2 separate regions of the Mus musculus genome follow, and region 2 is linked to region 1. The links are chromatin contacts, called in public Hi-C maps. All regions are on one chromosome and are shown on one strand. The core of a region is the stretch at or near the end of the contact, and the rest is flanking DNA. Distances in the headings are between cores, read along the strand shown. Region 1 has its middle 3.8 kb from the start of Gm28114. Region 2 overlaps Top1mt (DNA topoisomerase 1, mitochondrial).

The links. A called contact is a pair of places that touch in the nucleus more often than the background predicts.
Region 2: a Hi-C map of muscle stem cells shows a contact between it and region 1, with 2.8 times the contacts expected there. The contact joins two enhancer-like sites. A contact is called at or near these places in 2 of 15 datasets of contacts at CTCF or cohesin (the NIH/3T3 cell line and pro-B cells), 18 of 484 Hi-C or Micro-C datasets (CD4 T cells, cardiomyocytes, cerebellum and 7 more), 4 of 115 datasets of contacts at active chromatin or transcription factors (astrocytes, embryonic stem cells, fibro-adipogenic progenitors and 1 more) and 1 of 9 other capture datasets (adipose tissue).

What each region holds. Positions count from the first base shown.
Region 1 is chr15:75,394,537-75,398,899 of GRCm38.p6, forward strand. No RefSeq gene overlaps it. Among named protein-coding and RNA genes, the nearest start is that of Gm28114, 3.8 kb to the left of the region's middle. Within about 2 kb of position 1,860, at least 3 of the 459 cell types and tissues checked have an H3K27ac peak or open chromatin away from gene starts, as enhancers often do. A contact at or near this core is called in muscle stem cells, where this site is marked.
Region 2 is chr15:75,669,630-75,673,992 of GRCm38.p6, forward strand. Top1mt (DNA topoisomerase 1, mitochondrial) reads right to left here. Exons shown (of 14, transcript NM_028404.3): 4 at 433-555. Among named protein-coding and RNA genes, the nearest start is that of Top1mt, 7.0 kb to the right of the region's middle. Within about 2 kb of position 2,277, at least 14 of the 459 cell types and tissues checked have an H3K27ac peak or open chromatin away from gene starts, as enhancers often do. A contact at or near this core is called in muscle stem cells, where this site is marked.

The DNA of each region.
Region 1 (4,363 bases), core at 610-3,109:
GAAACTACACCCTAGAGAAAGCAAGAAAGTAATCCTTAACAAAACTAAAAGAAGACAACCACAAGAACAGATTCCCAACTTTAACAACAAAAATGACAGGAAGCAACAATTACTTTTCTTTGATTTCTCTTACCATCAATGGACTCAATTCCCCAATAAAAAGACATAGACTAACAGACTGGCTACACAAACAGGACCCAACATTTTGCTGCTTACAGGAAACCCACCTGAGGGATAAAGACAAACACTACCTCAGAGTAAAAGGCCAAAAAACAATGGTGATGGCAGTTAGGGGCTCTTTTTGCTGGCAGACAAGTGAAGGGAAGGAATCAGCAGACAATCTCACAAATGAAAAAACTCTTCTGAATGATAATAAATCAATCAAGGGAACAATTATACAAGAATGCAAAAATCAGAATATTTTGCACAAAAGGCACTGGCTGAAAGGCAGAAAGGATGAGGCCATCAATGCAAACCCACCAAGTATCATTTGGAGGAACTAAATACTGGCTACTAATATCAGGTGCAAGGGTAACATTACAAAGATGGGCATACTGTGAAGTAGGTGTATTATGAGTCAGTCACACAGAGGTCCAATCCCAAGACCTGGGAGAGGGATAAACCATTCCACACTCCAGGTTACCAGCAGCAATGGTGGGAATTATTTGTAGGGGTAAAACAGCCAGGAACAGCAATGCCTTCATAAAAAGGTGGTTAGGAATAGTAACACAGCCAGCAATTATCAACAAGGTTAGGGGAGGTGGCATTGAGCATAAGGAAGGTCTAATTCACTAAAGTGAGGATAAGGTTTTTGGTCTGAATGGAGGCAAGGGAGGATTGGCTATGGGAGCAAATAAAGTTTTTGAGGTAAAGGTATGAGCAGTTTCTGTAAAAGATGGAGGGTCCAGTTACAGAGTTCCCATCAAGTGATGGGATCAAAGTTTCATCACTTTGTTAACAGCACAGAGATCTTGTAAGAGTCTCCACTTGCCAGACTTTTTCTTTTTTTTTAGGTATTATTTTTTTATTAGGTATTTATTTCATTTACATTTCCAATGCTATCCCAAAAGTCCCTCACATGCTCCCCCACCCACCCACCCGCATTTCTTGGCCCTGGCGTTCCCCTGTACTGAGGCATATAAAGTTTGCATCACCAATGGGCCTCTCTTTCCACTGATGGCCAACTAGGCCTTCTTCTGATTCATATGCAGCTAGAGACACGAGCTCTGGGGGGTACTGGTTAGTTCATATTGTTGTTCCACCTATAGGGTTGCAGACCCCTTTAGCTCCTTGGGTACTTTCTCCTTGGGGGCCCTGTGATCCATCCAATAGCTGACTGTGAGCATCCACTTCTGTGTTTGCTAGGCCCCGGCATACTCTCACAAGAGACAGCTATATCTGGGTCCTTTCAGCAAAATCTTGCTAGTGTATGCAATGGTGTCAGCGTTTAGAAGCTGATTATGGGATGGATCCCTGGATATAACAGTTTCTAGATGGTCCATCCTTTCGTCTCAGCTCCAAACTTTGTCTCTGTAACTCCTCCCATGGGTGTTTTGTTCCCAATTCTAAGAAGGTTCTTAATAACAAAAATTGGGGTGTTCCAGGGGGAGGAAGATGGCTCAATGTGACCAGCTACTAATTTTTCCTGCACTAACTGTTTTGCAGCTGCCAGTTTCTCTTTAGTTAGTGACTACTGATCAACCCAGATGGGGGCAGTGTCTTTCCAGGAAATTTTCTCTGCGTGAGTCTGGGGAGTAGGCATGACCATGGCCATTATGGAAAAGGCTGAGACTGAGATCCCAAACCTCGCCAGTCGGATTTCTGTACCACAGTCAATGATTCTTTTATGCCCTGTGCTTGTTTTCCTAATCCTTGTCCTGGCAGGAATCCCTGGACCGGCATTTGTTTTGTCACTGCTTCATTGGGGCTGCACATGAAAACATTCATTTGGGAGAGATATCTCTCACCCAGATATTGACTGGTAAATCGGGAATCACGTATGGGACTACTGTGCCTGAATTTCCTTCTTGATCTGTCTACCTAAGGGTCTGAGGGCTGACTTGAGGGTTTTTAGAATGCCCAATCCCCTGTAAATGGGTGGCTGGATCAGTCAGCAACCAGGAAGCTGGTCAAAGCCTGTCGAAATGTCGGATCAGCTCCCAAGTCTAAAAGTCCTGAAATGTCAAGGTAAGCATGGGGCGAGAGGAAGTAATCTTTTGGGCCCAAAAGGCCTCTGCTATTCCCCTCTCACCTGGGGCCCTGGTGTCTTTATGGTAGGGATTTGTAGTAGAGACCCTGGGAAACAGCAACAGTTGGGCAATGGTCTGTTGTGTTGGTATAAACACAGCACCACCTGTGGTACTTGCAAGAATCTGAATTTCTCCCTGATGGTCATGGTCTATAACTCCAGGTATGATCTGGAGTCCCTTTAAGTAAAGTGAAGCTCTTCCCAGGACTATGCCAAAGGTATTTGGGGATAGGGGGCCATGTATGTCTGTAGGCACAGCCTGAATGACCGCTTCAGAGGTCAGTATTGTGATGGAGGTGGCACAGAGGTCCAATCCTGGGCTGTTTTTTGTAGCTCACCAGAGTTGGGCAACAGACTGGGTGTGTGATGAGAAATCTCCTGGGGTACAAACTCTATCACCCCAGGGCTTGTCCTGAAGGAGATGGAGGCTAGAGACTGCCCCCCACCCAGGAAGTTTACCGAATGCAGTGGCAGTATGGGATGACCCTGGCTGTCTGTTTTGGATCTACACTCATTGGCCCAATGTCGGCCCCTGTGGCAATGGGGACACAGGGTGGTCGGTGGTGGCCATGAGGGAGGAGTGTCTCCCTGGCCCTCGAGGGGAGGTCTCCGACTCTGGCAGGGATGGGGACATTCTCACAGACAGTGGCCAGGCAGTTTACAATTAAAACAACTCTTTTGAGAGTTACTTAAGCCCGCACTCTGAAGGGTGGCACCAATCGCCAAGCCAATGGCATGGCTTGCTCTGGTGCCTGTACAAAGGTGAACATATCCTGAAAGTGACTTAGAATGGTGGTATTTAAGAATATCTTGGCAAGTAGTATTGGCATTTTCTTTTCTTTTCTTTTGATTTTTTTATTAGATATTAACTTTATTTACATTTCAAATGCTATCCTGAAAGTTTCCTATAGCCTTCCCCCACCCTGCTTCCCTACCCACCCACTCCCACTTCTTGGCCCTGGCGTTCCCCTATACTGGGGCATATAAAATTTGCAATACCAAGGGGCCTCTCTTCTCAATGATGGCTGACTAGGCCATCTTCTGCTACATATGCAGCTAGAGACACGAGCTCTGGGGGTACTGGTTAGTTCATATTGCTGTTCCACCTATAGGGTTGCAGACCCCTTCAACTCCTTGGGTGCTTTCTCTAGTTTCTCCCTTGGGGACCCTGTGTTCCATCCTATAGTTGACTGTGAGCCTCCACTTCTGTATTTGTCAGGCACTGGCATAGCCTCATACGAGACAGCTACATCAGGGTCCCTTCAGCAAAATCTTGCTGGCATATGCAATAGTGTCTGGGTTTGGTGGCTGATTATGGGATGGATCCCCGGGTGGGGTACTATTGGCATTTCCAAAAGCAAGCTATTTAATAAAGGGGGTTTTCAGGCTCTTGGACCCCAAACAAGCCCTCAGCTATCTCCATAAGGAAGCTAATGGAAGAATTGTAAAGCTTGTCCACTCCCTGCATCACATTAGTGAGTGCAGCAGAGGAGCCTGATTTGGGGGGGCAGCTTTTTTCCAGGAGGCCAAGCTCACCTGATGAACCTGAGCCAGGAGGCCAGGGGAAAAGAGCATTTGAGCCTCCAAGGTGTTATAAGGTGGTTCATCCAAAATCTTCCTCATGGTCAATGACTTAGTGTCAGGTCACACAGGGTTTTTTAATTTTGATTTCTTTTGCTGTCTCTGTCACTTCCGATTTCCATAGTACCAAGTTGCCAACAGTGACTGCAGCTTGAGCAAGCTGTAAAAATTCTTTAGGTGTAAGCCATCCCTCTGTAGAGGGTTCAAGGAGTGCCAAAGTAAAGGGGGCAGTGGGGCCATAATTAGACACTGCTGCTTTAAGTTTTTCCAAAATCTTAAAATCTAGCAGTTGATAGTGATAGCAGGGTGGGATATCATCATGCCTGGCCAGAGGTGATGCAGCAACCTTGGTCTCCTGTGAATCAAGCTGAAGCTCCTCATCTATTTCCTCCTCTTCCTCACTTGCTCTCTGGCTTCCCTCTAAGTCAGTTTTTGATGACAGGAAATCTCTAGGGACTGTGGTTCCACTCCTTAGGGAGAGGGAAAAGGCTAGGACCTTCTTTTTCTGATCTTTTTTAGTTTTGTTTGTTTGTT
Region 2 (4,363 bases), core at 1,027-3,526, 280 kb after region 1:
ATGTAAGGTAGCCTTCAAGGTAGGAGGAAATGAGGCAGGTTCTGGAATCGCCTCAAACCCCCTGCAAAGAGATGACCAAGAACCAGTCAATTGAGAAAGAACTATGTAGCAGGCTCCCATTAAGTAGAGGGGAGACGTGAAAAGATTCACAGTAGATCCAGATCACCCCCACATTCCTGCCCTTGGGTTCTCTGCCACTCCTGACCTTTCAAATGGTAGTATACTTTCAAAGGTGTCCCAGGAAAATGGAATTATATCCCAGACACACTTTAATGGAGGGGGGTGTTACTTGAAATCACTCAGCACCTGCCGTGACGGCACCCAGAACCTGGTCCACCTACTAAGGCCACTCGGAGAGGAAGGCTCTATGAGGGGTGCCCTGCAGCTTGCACCCACCTGCTACCTCCCAGTTTCCCAGAACCCGCTGCCAACCTGCTTCTGCTCCCTGGGCAGGGTCCTGCGGGCCTCAGCTCTTTCCAGGAAGTGCTTATGGATCTCCGTGAAGTCACATTTGTCAAGGTGTGTGATGAGCCTCCTCTCCTCAGGTGTCATCTCCTGTCCCAAAACCAGCAACACGTGCTGAGTGTCCGCCCCACGGCACGGGGAGCCCACGCGTGGGGCCACAGCACAGGATCACCGTGACATACCACAAACACGGGACTGCCTGCACTCTGCCAAGAGGGCTAAGGCCATTCCACTAGCCCCTCGGCCTCTAACAACCAATGTACCGGGGGCCCATGTGTACAGTGGAGGAGCCCTGGGAATAAGCCATGTGGCCTCAGCTGGAAACAGCTCTCTCCTGGCCACATGGGAAAGCATGAACAGATGACAAGGGAGACCCGGGATGGACAGGGACAGCTGAGAGGAGAGCATGTGTCGTCTCAGCTTCAGGCTTGTGGCCCTAACTCACACCTTGAGCCTTACTCTGTCAGAAAATGACCAAATGAAATCCCCAAGTGAGCCCCTAAATCCACATCCTTCCCCTAAAGCAAGGCCTCCCATGTCCCCAAACCCAAAGAGTCCACTGACAGAGCGGCTGCTCCCAGGCAGGCTCCCAGTAACAGAACCACACTAGCCCCAGTCTCCAGCCAACAGTAATAGACTCTATTAGTATGAACCCAGATGGGGGTGGTGCAGGAGAGCCAAGGATACCTCTTCCTAAATATAATTTAACATTTCAGTAAGGAAAGAGGTAAAAATTCCTGACCCACTAGCTCCAATTCAGGATCCCGTCCTACGCAACTTATCCACGTTGGTCTGATGACGATTACACTCCAGGGACAATTAAAGAAGAAAGCGGTAAGGCACTGGATAGATTACAGCAAATTCACTCAACGGAATGCTAAAAATTAAATTAGAAGCCTATAAATGCTTCTCCAACAAAATAACCCGAGGCTGCGTCATTTCTCACTCCTGGAAGCTAGAAGGCGGCATTTCACTTGATCTCTGCAGAGGGTCCTTTCTCTGCTTCCATAGAGGGAGGAGACAGCGAGGTAACAGGGCCTGGCTGATCCCCTCCCACAAACACAGGGCAGGGGCCCCTCCTCACAGGCAGCCCCCCCCCCCCCGCCAGGGCCTGGATACCTCCAGGAGGTTCCACATGGTTTGTGAAGATTTATATTTATTTTGAACTGGGGTTAGGAGATGGGTGTGTGTGCACACGTACACGCACGTGCCTGCAGAATCCAGAAACATCAGACCCCCTGGAGCTGGAGTTACAGGTGGACGCTAGGATCGTAACTCCCGGAAGCTATACACTGAGCCATCTCTCTACCCCCCCCTCCCCCAGTACCACCTTTAACTACTGATGCAAAAGTCATTACACCCCGGGGAAGAGTTTTGGAGAGAATGGTTGAAATCACAGCAGATCAGAATTTGATGATTCCATTGCAATATGGAGAAACACACACACAGTAAAATGCTAATATTACTTGTTTGCACGCTGGTCATGACAGTGCAAAAATCAAAGTGAAAGACATGGATGCAGACATGGAGAGTGGCGGGGGGGGGGGGGGGCTCGGCAGCTGGTTTTCAACCTCCATTTCCTCACTACAGAAGCCACAGCCCTGCAACAGGTCCTGGCTCCCAGTCATCTGCAAAGCGCGTGAGGACATATGGGGACCAATACAGGGCCACCTTTTTCCTGCACAGCAGAGATCAGAGGAGATCATCGGGAGACAGGACCCAGCCTGCACAGCCACAGCTGCAGTCTGTTGGCCATCCTCTGGGTTGGGCCCCTTCCCTGCCCGCTTGGAGACACTGAGAACAGAACAGCCCACTTTTCCCCTCTGTACTAATAACTAAGGAACGCCAGACGGGAAGGAACACGCACTGGCTGGCTGGCTCCACCCGTGTGCCTGGATGCTTTTCAAGGCAGCAGTTGGTGAGAGTCACAGTGAGAGGCAGGATCAGGGACAGAGTCTTGCATGGGGGACAGACCACACTGTCCCCACAGCTGGTGCTGGACAGCCAGGGATCCATGAGTGAGAATGTCTAGTCAGCTTCAGCTTAAACCACAAGCTGTAAGGCCCCTGATGCTATACCTAAATGCACGCACATGCTAAACATAAAACCAACAACTGTGAATGTCCTAGGAAAACACAAAGGAGAATGCCTTTGTGACCGTCGGTGAGTCAAAGACTTCTCAGACACATAACAGCAATGGCACTACCATTACCAAGAAAGTGCCAGCTTTCACATCAGAGCGCAAACTCCCAAGCACACTAACGAAAATAAAAATGGAAGCTGGCGGGATGGCTCAATGGTTAAGAGCACTGGCTGTACTTGCAGAGGACCCAAGTTCAACTCCCAGCACCTACAGAGAGCTCACAAACCATCTGTAACTCCAATTCCAGGGAATCCCCAGGCACCAGGCATGGATGTGGCACACACACACACACACACACACACACGCAGGCAAAACACACATATGCATAAAATAAAAATAGATTTTTAAAAAAAAATTAAAATAGAAGCCAAAATTTTAGCAAGTCATATTTCTGATTAAAATTGTAATAGGGAGAAAGAGGTGATGTGCATCCTTATAGTCTTAGCACTTGGGAGGCAGTGGAAGAGGGTGGAAGCTCATGGTTAGTCTCAGCTATGTAACAAGTCAGAGTCCACCCTTGTCTCAATAAATAAACAGGACGAAAGAGGTGTTCCAGCAGCTAAGAGGGTCGCTGGCACTGCTCCTGCAGAGGATCTGAGTGCCCCACACCCATGGCAGGTGGCTCACAAAAGCCTGTACCTCCAACTTCAGGGTATCCAGAGCCCTCATCTGGCCTCTTCAGACAGCAGACACACACACGGTGCACGTACACACAGGCAGGGAAACAATCATACGTGATAATGTTATTTTCTGAAGATCTCTCTTGCCTTCGAAGGTTTGAACTTTTGCCAGAATGTGCAACCAAGTTAATAACATGCTCTGGAATCATTTAAAACTATGTACTCGGGGCTGGAGAGATGGCTCAGTGGGTAAGAGCACTGGCTGCTTCCCTAGGGACCTGGGTTCAATTCCCAGCACCCACACGGCAGTCTACCACTGTCTGCAACTCCAGTTCTGGGGGATCCATCGCACTAGGCATGTGCATGGTGCACATATCTGTGCATGCAGGCAAAATAGCCATATACATTTTTTTAAAAGTCTAAGTACTTAACCTGCTGTTACTGTGTGCTCGGTCTGTTTGTTTAACCTGCCTTTAAAAGAATACCTTACCCTACCTTCAGCTTTTATAACCCAAGATAATGTATACCTTTAATCGTAAGCTATGTACTCTGACATGCCCTCGACCTACAATAATGTGTTTTGTCTGTAACTGTTCAATCAATATAGAACAAAGTACTATATTTGCTAAGGGACAGACACAGGCACAACAAACAGGTTACATACCACAAACTATAGACAGGCAGAAGACATAGGGAGAGAAGTGGAGAATTCAAATGTGGGCTAGCTCTTGGTCAAACCACACAATGAGGAAGTCTCTTTTATGCAATCATATTCATTAAAAGAAAGAAACAAGCCAGGAGGTGGGGGCATGCCTTTAATCCCAGCATTCAGGAGGCAGAGGCAGGTGGATCGCTGAGTTCAAGGCCAGCCTGGTCTACAAAGGGAGTTCTAGAATAGACGGAGCTACAAAGAGAAACCTTGTGGGGGGGGGGAGAAAGAAAGAGAGAGAGGGAGGGAGGGAGGGAGGGAGGGAGGGAGGGAGGGAGGGAGGAAGGAAGGAAGGAAGGAAGGAAGGAAGGAAGGAAGGAAGGAAGGAAGGAAGGAAGGAAGGAAGGAAAATTCCAATGACAAACAGTATAGGAAAAGATGCTCAATTCTGTCAGTCACTGGAGAAATGCTATGTATAGCATTTCT